3 separate regions of the Sus scrofa genome follow, and all the other regions are linked to region 2. Evidence: chromatin contacts called from public Hi-C and promoter capture Hi-C data. All regions are on one chromosome and are shown on one strand. The core of a region is the stretch at or near the end of the contact, and the rest is flanking DNA. Distances in the headings are between cores, read along the strand shown.

Evidence for each region. Promoter capture Hi-C pulls out the DNA fragments that hold promoters and counts their contacts. Hi-C and Micro-C count contacts between places; a contact is called where the count stands out from the background.
Region 1: a promoter capture Hi-C map of liver shows a contact between it and region 2, with 4 times the contacts expected there. The contact joins the promoter of ACOT7 here to the promoter of GPR153 in region 2. A contact is called at or near these places in 2 of 5 promoter capture datasets (both in liver) and 21 of 47 Hi-C or Micro-C datasets (alveolar macrophages, blood, embryonic fibroblasts and 11 more).
Region 3: a Hi-C map of adipose tissue shows a contact between it and region 2, with 2.6 times the contacts expected there. The contact joins the enhancer-like site here to the promoter of GPR153 in region 2. A contact is called at or near these places in 1 of 5 promoter capture datasets (liver), 27 of 47 Hi-C or Micro-C datasets (adipose tissue, alveolar macrophages, blood and 14 more) and 1 of 2 datasets of contacts at active chromatin or transcription factors (skeletal muscle).

The regions. Positions count from the first base shown.
Region 1 is chr6:67,252,458-67,256,229 of Sscrofa11.1, forward strand. It overlaps ACOT7 (cytosolic acyl coenzyme A thioester hydrolase), which reads right to left and starts at 1,640. Exons shown (of 9, transcript XM_003127525.6): 1 at 1,451-1,640. The coding sequence starts at 1,638.
Region 2 is chr6:67,147,176-67,150,992 of Sscrofa11.1, forward strand. It overlaps GPR153 (probable G-protein coupled receptor 153), which reads right to left and starts at 2,144. Exons shown (of 7, transcript XM_021095249.1): 1 at 1,905-2,144.
Region 3 is chr6:67,221,074-67,224,978 of Sscrofa11.1, forward strand. ACOT7 (cytosolic acyl coenzyme A thioester hydrolase) reads right to left here. Exons shown (of 9, transcript XM_003127525.6): 2 at 2,707-2,824. Among named protein-coding and RNA genes, the nearest start is that of ACOT7, 31 kb to the right of the region's middle. Within about 2 kb of position 1,373, at least 16 of the 83 cell types and tissues checked have an H3K27ac peak or open chromatin away from gene starts, as enhancers often do. A contact at or near this core is called in adipose tissue, alveolar macrophages, liver and 1 more, where this site is marked.

The sequences.
Region 1 (3,772 bases), core at 390-2,889, 100 kb after region 2:
GCTCCTGTGGCTGGATGACCTTATGGAGGCAGTGCGTCTCCCAGGACCTGTCTCCTCTTCCACAGCAAGAGTGGTGAGATTCCTGCCATCCTCCCTCCCCAGGGATGCTGGGCAAACCGAGCAACATGAGAGATGTTAAAACCCTTTGCAAAGATGAACTCCAAGTTCACCTGGCCAATACGCAGCAGAGACGGATCTTAGGCCTAGACTCCAGGCCCTTCTGTCTCCCAGGATCAGCCACTTCTATTATTTTTGCCCCTGGAACTTGGAGTGGGTGGGGCCAAGACAGCCAATAACAAATCAGTGGTGAAAGACCCCCCCCTCCCCAGAGAATTCCTCTCCCTAGAAAGATCAAAACTGCCCTTGAGGTCAGGATTCAGGGCACCCCCTTGATACCATAGTGTATGCCCAGCCTTTGCCTCTTCTAAAGAGATGCCGGCATTCACAGGAAACTAATCTGGCTTGGACCCAAGGTCAGTGTGATGCCCAATCTCCAAATCTGAAGGACTGGCCCTCAAACAGGAAGCCGCTGTCACTCTCCGCCGAGGCATCAAGCAGCACAGGCCCCGTGGCAGGCCCCAGCCACCATTCGGCCTTCCTAGCTTCCTCGCCCCTCCTTAGCTCAAATGCCACCGTGCCTGCTTCCACTCGGTCCCAGGGAATGGAGAGTAACCTTGAGGCTGCCCTCCCGCTCCTGTCGGAAATGAGCCGGCTCGCGATCTCCCGCGCGTCCTCCAGGCCCTCGATCTGCCGGTGCCGGTGGAGAAAGGCAGGGCTGGTCCCCCAACAAGAACAAGCCTTTGCCCCCATTGTGTAAGATGCTTCCGGGCTCAACGACCATCCTCCCCTCCTAGCAGTGCAGTGTTACAGAGGAAGGGCATTTCCTGTTCTTGCTGTTAACAGCCTGCTCCCCCCGCCCCGCCCCAAACCGTGGCAGCGGACAGGAGGGACTGCATATCTGCAGCCCCCGCCCACTCGGGCGCCCACCGATGGGCTCCGGCCGCCGCCCAGCCAGCGGGTTACTTGCGCCGCACAGGTCGGGATATCCGGTTGGCTTTGCACCACCGCCCGGATCACGACCTCGAATTAGGGGGCTCACTGGGACCTGGGCTGGGGCTTCGGCGCGTTCGGGCACCGGGCGGGGCAGGGCTGGGCTGGGCTGGGCAGAGGGGGGATGCGCTCCGACCCCCGCCCAGGGGAAGGGCTCCGCACCGCTTCCTCATGCAAACGGCCTGCGTGACCGGAGATGCGCCGGAGGCCGGCAGAGAGACGCGGTGAGGCTGCCGGCTCTGCGGCGCCGGAGGCGCATCCCAGCCGCGGCGGGCGGGCGGAGTCCGGAGGTAACCGGCCCGGCGGGGGCGGGGACTGAGGAGGGGAGGGCGCACAGGGTCGGCCAGGCCCGGGCGGCGACTCGGAATCCTGGCCGCCTGCCGCCGCACGCCACGCTTACCGGCAGATCTGGATGGCGGACGGGGTATCCGCGGTGGGGCCCGACATGCTGGCTGCGGCGGCGGCGGCGGCGGCAGCGGCAGCAGCGGAGGCGGGCGGCCGAGGGAGAACGCAGGTGTCTGGCAGGCCCGGGGCGAAATGAATGAGCCCGGGTGGCGCCATGGAGGGGGAGGGGAGAGGCGGGGCCATGGTGCCAGGGAGGCGGGGCCTGCGCGCCGACCGCGAATCGAACACAGACTCCTGCGAAGGCCCGCCCCGCGCGCTCGCCTCCGCCCCGCCCCCCGGCCCGCGTCGGCTCCCTGGGCGTCCGGTTCTGGCGGCGGCTGTGGGGCCGCGGCGGGGCGCCGCTTCCAGAAGGTTCGGCGGCCGTTGAGAGGCACGGGCGCGGGGCTGGGCAGCCACCAGGGTCAGCCTCGCCCTGCGCGTGTTTGTTCGCGTCGTTACCCCATCCGCGGGCCTGGGGCGCGCCCAGGAGGCGACGAGGCCGCACCTGAGACCCAGATGCCTGCGTGGGCGGAGAGGCCTGCGGGAGGCGGTGGCCTGGTCGCGCTTTCTCAGATCAACTTCGAGAGGAAACTGGAGGCGGTTTTCTCGTAAAGGAGCCTTCCTGGCCAGGCTAGGGTGCGCAAAACGGGGAGCAAGAAGCCGTCAGGCCTCTGCTGCCCCAGCCTGCAATTGCAAAGCACCTCTGGGTTATTCCAAGGAGACTTTTCTAGAGCGCTGAGCATTGTCCTGGGAGTGCCTGACCTGCAGTGAAGAGCCCCAAAGATGCTAATAGGTTCTTTTGCATACTGTATCCCCTGCAAGGGAGTCCAGGCCAAGTTGAGGTCACAAAATCCGCCCAAAAAAGAGGGGGAAGGTGAACACATCTTTGTGTCGTAATTTCAGAGCGCTTTTACTCGATAAAACTACATATGACTTTTCCCCAATGTTTTGCAATGAACATAAATTGCTTCTATAGTCAGATTTTTGAAAATCAAAACCCACATAACTCAAGTTCTCCAGTGCAATTTGAAGACCTATTTATACGAAACTAAATAGTTCCTCCTGGTCACACCTGTATTACCAGACCATAGCAGCAGCCCACCACTTATCTATAAGCCTCAGGACCAGAGGGAGCAAACCGGGTCATGTCTATCATTTCAAGATTATTAAACTAAAAATGTCATTTTCTAGCACGAATTAAGTCGCTGCAGGTGTCTAGGGTCAGCAAGCCTGCGTAACCACCACTCAGCATGGGTCCTAGACTGGGGAATGGGCTGATTGGGTCAGAATTAACAGCCAGATCCCTGCCAGAGAGGGGCAGACAAGTTCCTGCTGGGGCGCAATGGGGTGGGCGCTGTCTCTGCAGCACCAGGACACAGGCTTGGCACAGCAGGTTAAAGGTTCTAGCATTGCTGCCGGTGTGATGTTGGCTGAAACTGGCTCGGATCTGATCGCTGGTGTGGGAACTCCATGTGCTGCAAAGTGGCCAAAAACACAAAACAAAAGTGATCTGGCGCAACATCTGTATCTTTTTCTTTTTTGTGTCTTTTCTAGGGCCACACCCGAGGCATATGGAGGTTCCCAGACGAAGGGTCTAATCGGAGCTGTAGCCGCCGACCTATGCCAGAGCCACAGCAATGTAGGATCTGAGCCACGTCTGCAGCCTACACCACAGATCACAGCAATGCCGGATCTCTAACCCTCTCATCGAACCCGCAACCTCATGGTTCCTAGTCAGATTCGTTAACCACTGAGCCACAATGGGAATTCTTTTTTTTTTTTTTTTTTTTTTTTTTGGCCTTTTAGAGCCACACCCATAGCATCTGGATGTTCCCAGGCTAGGAGTGTAATCAGAGCTATAGCTTCAGGCCTACACCACAGCATCAGGGGATCCAAGCTGCGTCTGCAACCTACAGCACAGCTCACAGGGACGCCAGATCACTGACCCACTGAGCAAGGCCGGGAATCAAACCCCCATCCTCATGGATACTAGTCGGATTGTTTCCGCTTCACCACGACGGGAACTCTAACATCTGTATCTTTGGGAAAGGCTGTGGCTACCCACTGGCCCAAGACAGCATCTGTCAAAACACTCCATGTGACAGCTTCTCTGGGGGCGAAGATAACGAGGTAAGATAACAGCTCAACAAAGATATTATTGTGTCCCGGATCCTGTAGAGAGAAAACAGTACCCCAGGATGAACCACTTGTGTATGATTGAGGATTGCTTATGATGTGGCCCTGTTTTCAGGGAAAACAATGGGGGACCCAGTCTCTTAGCAAAAACATCCTGAGTTATTTTTGCTATAGTGCTGATGGCTTTACACTGATCTTTCAG
Region 2 (3,817 bases), core at 894-3,393:
GAGGCATTTCCTCTGATGCCCAAGCAGGCTGTCTGACCCCTGTGACGCTGAGCCCAGCCCCCAGACTCTTCATCGTGCCAGTTCTTCCCCGAGCCTACCCTCCTGGTTCTCACTGCAGGGAAAAGCCTAGGTTTGTGGGCAGGTGAACGTGCCCTCAGGTTCCCTCCTTGGAACAGGCACCCTCCTCTCGGGGATCTTGCCTGAAGGACGGTCATCTTACCCATTTTATTTATTTATTTATTTTTGCTTTTTAGGGCTGCACCCTCGGCATATGGAAGTTCCCAGGCTAGAGGTCGAATCAGAGCTGCAGTTGCAGGCTTTACACCGCAGCCACAGCAATGCGGGATCCGAGCTGCATCTGCAACCTACACCACCGCTCATGGCAACACCGAATCCTTAACCCACTGAGCGAGGCCAGGGATCCAACCCGCATCCTCATGATTCCTAGTCAGGTTGGTTAACCTCTGAGCCTCAAAGGGAACTCCCAGCTCACCCATTTTAAAGATGGTCAAGCAGAAGTAGAGCCATATGCCTAAGTTATTATGTGCCTGAGCCAGGATCCAAACTCGGCTTGCTTGACATCAAAACCCTGGCCTCTCAAACATTAAAATGCTTGGAAACTTGGCATTTTTTTTTTTTTTTTTGTTCCTTGAGCTGAGGTTGTCTTTCTGAGCCTCCTGCCCCTGAAAGATGGATCCTAAAGTCCTCTCGATGCAGATGGGAACACGGAGGCTCAGAGCCCCATGCAACACATGGAGGAGGTTTGAAAGCTGGGTGTGTGGACTCCTGAGCCCGGTGTCCTGATCTATCACTGAGGTGGGGAGTGGACAGCAAAGCCTCCAAACGCAGAGTGAGAGGGGGCTGGCTCTGTGGGAGCAAGGAGTCCCCTTTCCTCCAGGTTGATGACCAGCGACTCACTGGTCACACACCTTCCACGTTCATTCTTCACAGGGAGCAGCGGACCCTAGAGGCCAGACCCTAACACCCCAGGCGTCTTGTTGCCCCCTGCGGGGGAACTTTCTCCCGCATCACACTCAAGGAGTCTCCATGGCCTTTCAGGATTGGACTTCCCCCAACCCTGGGTCCCCAGGGACCCTCCCTTCCCTCCCTCTCCCCCCAGGACGTCGTAGGGCAGGCTGCAGGTGTAGCGTCCCTGGGACCCGCTGGACTCCCTCCGCAGGGCCTGCGGGCGGGGCCCCGGCGTGACGTCAGGGCCCTGGGCCAATGAGGCCGCATGGCCCCAGGGCTCTATTGCGCAACAAAGAGAACCCAGAACTTGAAAGGATTCCCGGGCTCGGGCTGCCGCCCCCAGGCTGCTCTCCGCCCGCGCTGCTGCCCGTGCGTCCTGCAAGGGCCTGCTCGGCCGCCGCCCAGGGCGGAGCTCGCGGCCCGGAGCCTCGACATCTCCGCCACGCCCCCCGCCCGCCACGCCCGCCCCCCAGCCCCGCGGTCCCTGCTGCTCGGCCCTCGGATCCCCCGCCCGACCCCGGCGCGCGCTCCGGCCCCAGCGGGGCCCCCCGGCCCTGCCCAGCCCCGAGGGCGCGTCCGAGCCACAGCCTGGAGCCGACGCTGACCGGACTGCGGTCCCCGGACGCTCCCCCGGGTTTCGCGGGGCAAGGATGGGCCCCCGACCCCCAGACCCGGCAGCCCCGCCTCCAGCAAGCAAGCCCCCCGCTCGGGGGCGGCGCTGCCAGGCCCAGAAGAAGGGGTGGCTCTCGGGAAGTTACCCCGAGGTCCCTAAGTTGGGGAGGGGTGCGCAGCTTGAAGCGGTGTCCGCGACCATCCGACCGACCCCGTGACCGACAGACCGCGGACAGCCCCTCCCCGGCCGGAGTCCTCTCTCGGGTCCCCTGCCCGGGGTCCTCCCGCCCAGCCAACCCCCGGACCACGGCGGCGGCGCTCACCCGGCTTTCGGGCGCCCGGGGCTCCAGCTCGCTGCTCCTGCCTCCGGCTCCGGCTGCAGCTCCCGCGCCCCCGGGCCGAGCGCGGGCCGCCGGGGGCCGCGGGGATGGCCGGCGGCGGAGCGGCCCGCGGGCCGGGGCATCCTGGCGGCGGCCGCCCGTGGCCGGCGCGTTCCGCTGCGCTCGGCTCGGCCCCGCCGCCCCTCTGCCCCTCCCTCCCCTCGCGCCGCCGCCGCCGCCGTGCTCCGCTCCCGCCGCTCTGCTGGCTGCGCCCGGGCGGCCGGGGGCGGGGGGCGGAGCAGGGCGCATGCCTCCGCGGGGCCTCCGCACCGCCCCTCGGACCGCCCCGCCCCCGCCCCTCGGAGGCGCGGCCGGGCGCGTCGGTGTGTCTGTCCGCGCGTCTGTCGGTCGCTGTCTTTCTCGCGCTGGCGGAGGCGCGCCCTCCGCACCCGCGCCGCCTAGCCGAAGCCCCCTGGGACGGCGGCGCCTCCCGCGGCTCCGGGACCGCGCTTCGGCCTCTCGCTGCCGTCTTGGGTCCGTCCACACTCCCGATGCCAGGGGAAGACCTAGGCCAAGGGGGCCTGGGGCTGGAATGGACGGTGGGAACCTAGGGCCGGGGCTGGGGGCCTCAGGGAGGCTTTCCCGAAGGAAGCCACCTCCGAGGTGAACCATAGAGGCGGGGCGTGGAGAGGACGAGGGGGGCCTGGGAATTGGGGTGGGATGGGGAGGGGGCGCAGCAGGGAGAGGTGAGGATGGGCCCCCCGAGGTTAAACCGCCCCTCGGCCTGAGGGCTTCAGCCCTCGAATCAAGTGAATGCACCCCTGGGCTGCGGGGTGGTTGCCTCTCCTGCCATGGGCTCAAATGTCCTCTGTGAAGCTGAGACCACAACCACGCAGCTGGGAGGGGCTGGGACCTGCACCCTGGAGCCCCTGACCCTCTCCCCTCTCTCAGGAGCTCCCCCTGCACTTCGCACTCCTAGTGGGGTCACAGGCTGTCACCTATAGGCTAGATGGGGAAACCTATTATTAGTCCTCTTGATGGGGGTTTCTGGGGGCCCAGGTCACAAGAGAGAGTGGCCTCTGGCATCTTGGCCTCCCATCCAGCCAGAGGATCCAGTCTGTCTGTTCTAGGAAGCCAGTGACCACACACACCCTGGACAAAAGGCCTCTGGAGTCACTTGTCACTGTCCTGCCACGCATCTGGGCAGCATCCATGAGTGGGCGGCCCTGTGTCTGGAGGAAGGCGGCCACCTGCCCAGAACTAGAGTCAACCAAATGCAGCCAGTGCTGCCTGTGCTGCTGGAGAGCCTAGCTCCTGCGCCTGCCTGACTGTCTCCACACCCAGAAACAGCTGGGGAATCAGAAGCAGCTTTTAGGGCACCTAGAGTGAGCCATAGGGTCAGTTTTTTGGTTTTTGTTCGTTTTGCCATGCCTGTGGCATGCAAAAGTTTCCCAGCCAGGAATCCAACCAGCGCCATAGCAGCGATCCAAGCCACAGCAGTGGCAATGCCAGGTCCTTAACCCACTGAGCCATCAGGGAACTCCTAGGGTCATGAGACAAAAGTAAAGGTATTTGTATAAAAGGCTGCACAAGGAAGCAGGGCTGGTGAATATGGAGCCCCAGGCCATGCACTCCCTGTATGTGGCTTCTGGGTGGTCAGGGTCCCTAGTGAGCCAGCTCCCTGCCCATGTGGCCCTGGTTATAAGTAGGCCACCAGTGGTAGGAGACTGAGGGAGGGCAGCTGGTAGTCAAACGTGGCATTTCTAAGGCAAACAAGCAAGGCAGCTATCCAGAGCCTTGGGCCGGGCTGCTGCCCAGCTGGCAGAGGGCCTGTGGCCCCAAGCGCATCTCCAGCAGCCCAGCTCACCACTGCCGCCTATACTAGTGCCCTGCCCCTGGCTCCGCTGGCTCTGGGG
Region 3 (3,905 bases), core at 123-2,622, 73 kb after region 2:
GCTCCACGAGGGTGTGTCACACAGAAGCCCTCAGGACACTTCCAGACGCAGAGCCAACAGGAGTGCCAAGTGTCCAGCGGGAAATCGATGGGCCAAAGTCCCTGCTCTGGTGGGGCTGACACTCTAGTGGGGCAGGTGGCCCAAAGTTAAACGAGCAAAGCACAGTGCCAGGAGCCACAGAGCAATGGGGGAGGAGCTGGGAGCAGTGAGGGAGCCGGCCAGCGGGGAAGGCCACAGCGGAGATCGTATTTACACAGAGACTGGAAGGACGGGGGAGCCAAGCGGGTCTCTGGGGGACAAGCAGCCCAGGCAGGGGAGGGGCCAGTGCAAAGGCCCTGGGGCAGGAATGCCGGCATGGCCCGAGGGCGTGCTGAGGGCACAGAGGGACAGGTCTCTCTGGCGGCTGATGGAGCGCAGGCGAGGGGCAGGAGGAGCAGAGGCCACTGTTAGGAGGCTGTTTCAGGAGGGAAGTGACGGTGGCTCAGCCCAGATGCCGGGGGAGCTGGTGCACAGCGCTCAGACCTGGAACCATCCAGGAGGCGAAGCCAACAGGACTGGATGCCAGTGTCCACGGGTGTGAGGAAGGCAGTCAACAGAGGCTGCAGGTGTTAACCTGAGGAAACCACAGGCTGCAGAGGTCACTTACTGAGCAGAAGTCACCTAGGAGCAGGTCCTGAGTGTTCTCGGCTCGTCCAGGTCAAAGACCCAGGTGGAGCTGGCTGGACACAGAACCTCGGGGCTACCTCATGGTACTAAAGCTGGCTGGGTGGAACCACCAGGGGACTGTGGGTGGCAGTGCCCTGGTCCGCCCAGAGCCCCAGAGGCCAGCATCAGCCCCCTGGAGCTGCTGGGGGCGGGGGGGTCACACCCTCTTCCTGAGCCTGGGATCCCAGATTGTCTCCTGGGACCACCAGCCCAGAGCCAGCCTCGCACACCTGTGCCCGAGGCTCACTCTGGGGCAGGAACAGGACGAACGGGGCTCAGAGCAAAGGTTCAAGACCCAGTGCAACCACGTGCCTCCCACCTGGCTTGGGGCAAGCAGTCAACCTCTTAGCTCAGTCTCCTCACTTGTGCCGTGGGGATATTAAAAATAATCACCTCTATGATCCCAGGGGTGTCGTGAGGATGACACAAGCTAGGCGCTTTGCCACATGCTGGCGGTCACCGAGGGCTCTGCCAACCACTTGGCCCAGGCCCTCCTCCTCACGCTCCAGTCCGGGGGCTTTTCCTTCGCAACGTCCAGCTCCAGCTCGCTGCCAGGCCCGGCTGGGACCCTCACTCTCTCCAGGAGGGTCTACCAGGCCATGGGCTCCCGCCTCAGCCTGGCCCCTCAGGGCCACCAGAGGGCGCTCTCTGACCCAGCCCAGGCTCCGCCCCAGAGCCTTAGGGCACCCGCAGCAGACAGGAAAGGCCCTCCTCCACGGCGAGGGCCCAGCCCAAGCCCCACACACCTCACACTCACCCCAGCTGCGTTCACCTACACATGCAATGCTGCACACTCACGCGCAGACTACACCAGCACACAAGCATCCTTCTCTGGGCCTGGAAGGCAGGGACTTGGCAAGTGGCTAGCTGAGGCCCACAGGTACCTAGAGGCCTGGGGCTGCCCAGGGAGCTGCTTCTAAACTGGCATCAAGCTGGCAGCTGCAGTACAGACCCCTGCCCCAGCACCCACGGGCAGGTGGCCTTCAGAGAGAACGTCCACTCCCGTAGGGCTGGGGGCAGGGATGAGCAACGCAGATGCCCTGAAGCCCTAAAACCACAAGCCTGGCCCTGTCTGGACAATGGGTGGAGAGCGGGCACCCTCGCAGGTGCCTGTGCAGACCTGCCAGGCCCACAGCCCAGAGGCCACCAAGGGGAGAGCCCCAGACTTGCCCACGGACCCTGGGCCCAGGCAGTCTGACACCAGGGTGAGCTGCCACCCACACAGGATCTGGGGGTGGGCCCATGGGAATCAGGAAGCTAAGACTATTTCCAAACACAGGGGAGGGCTGAAAAGGTGGCTCTGGGGAGTTCCCATCATAACTCAGTGGTAACGAACCCGCCTAGTTTCCGTGAGGATGTGGGTTCCACCCCTGGCCTTGCTCAGTGGGTTAAGGATCCGGCGCTGCCGTGAGCTGTGGTATAGGTCACAGACGCAGCTTGGATCCCACGTTGCTGTGGCTGCGGTGCAGGCCGGCAGCTACAGCTCCGATTCGATCCCGAGCCTGGGAACTTCCATAGGCCACGGGGGCGGCCCTGAAAAGAAAAAAAGAAAAAGAAAAAGGAAAAGGTAGCTCTGGTAGCTGGCTCTCAGCTTGTTTTCTTTCCTTTTTTTAAATCTCAGCTCATTTTCTGTAAGCCCCCACCCCTCCTTGCTGAGCCCCAAACCAAGCGCCAATCCAAGGCATCTCCCATCCAGGGCCAGAGCTTCTGGAAGCCCCCAGGCCTGGGGTCCAGGGAGGGGAAGGCTCTGGGCCTGGGCTCCATCCAAATCCCTTTCCTGGGAGTTCCCTGGTGGCTCAGTGATTAAGGATCGGGCGTGGTCACTGCTATGGCTCTGGTAGCAGCTATGGTGTGGGTTCGAGCCCTGGCCTGGGAACTTCTGCAAGCCGTGTTCACAGCCAGACAACAACAACAACAATGAACCTCCTTTCCTGACCCGACAGAGGCGAGAGGCCACAGAGGGAATGGAGCCCAGAACCTTCCCCGTGGCCCGGCGCTCACCCCGTCCTGACTGTTGCAGTGCCGGGTGCTGATGATGGCTCCAGCCTCCTCTATCATCTTCAGGATGGTTCCTCCGTGCACATTGCCAGCCACGTTAGCGTCGTCGGGCCGCATGATCCTGGAGGGAGGAGAGAGAGGCAGAGGCTGAGCCCTGGCGGGACCGCGGGACCAGCAGCCCTCAGGGGAGGGAAGGTCCCCCAAAGGGCCTGGTGACTCCCAAAGAAGGATGGGCTTCCCGCAGGTTTGCTCGTGGGGAGCCAAGCTGACAGCCATATGGGGCTTCAGGGTCATGTTTCCACAGGAGAGAGGAGGGCCGAGGGGGACCTTCCCGGCCTGGCACCCAGCCCACCGTGTGAGAAGCACCTCCATCCTCAGCCAGGAGGGCCGTGAGCAGTGGGCAGCGTGCTGTGGTGTCTGCAGTGTGCCTGCCTCCCTGGCTCCCGGGACCACCAGTGACCAGCAGGGCTGAATGAGCACAGGGACACAGGCCACAAGCCCTTGGAAAATGGACAAATTCCCAGGACCACCACCTCCATCTGGGGTCCCAGAGAGGCTGGCCTCGTGCAGCCGCAGGTGTTCTGGGGACCTGGAAATGAGTCAAAGCTTCCAGACCTCTGTGGGCAGGTGAAGGCCTGCTCACCACCTGCCTCCAGGCTCCGAGGGGGCCGACCCCCACATGGAGATGGAGAGCTGGGCGCTCCCCACAGCCAGGAAGGATGGAAGTGCCACCCCATTTCCTCAAGAGGAAAAAATCACATCCTTGCCATGGGCGGCGGCGAAGCCCCACGAAATCCCTGGAATCTTGAGAAGCCAGCTTGGCGCTCCTACCTTGGGCAACCGCAGCCGAGCTGGCACTTTCCCAGACACCGTCTGGCTGATGAAATCCGCCTGCACCAGCCTCAGGCCTAGAGACAGATGCCAGGCAATGAACGTGTGTGCGGTTCCTGGGGGCCCAGCATCACCTGGACCTGGCCAGCCTGTTCCAGCCCACTGACCAGCCTGGCCCCCTGGGCCCAGCACCCCCCTCTCCCTGCTCTGGCCACCGAGCTCCACTGCCCTCCGGGTCTAGCTGCTGTCAGGCTCCCACTCTTATTAGCTGGGTGACCCGAGCAAGCTGCCCAACCCAGCCCTCCACTTCTCATGTGTGAAGGAGAAACAGCGCTGCTGCCACCTTTGACCGTGGGGCGACTGGGTCACAC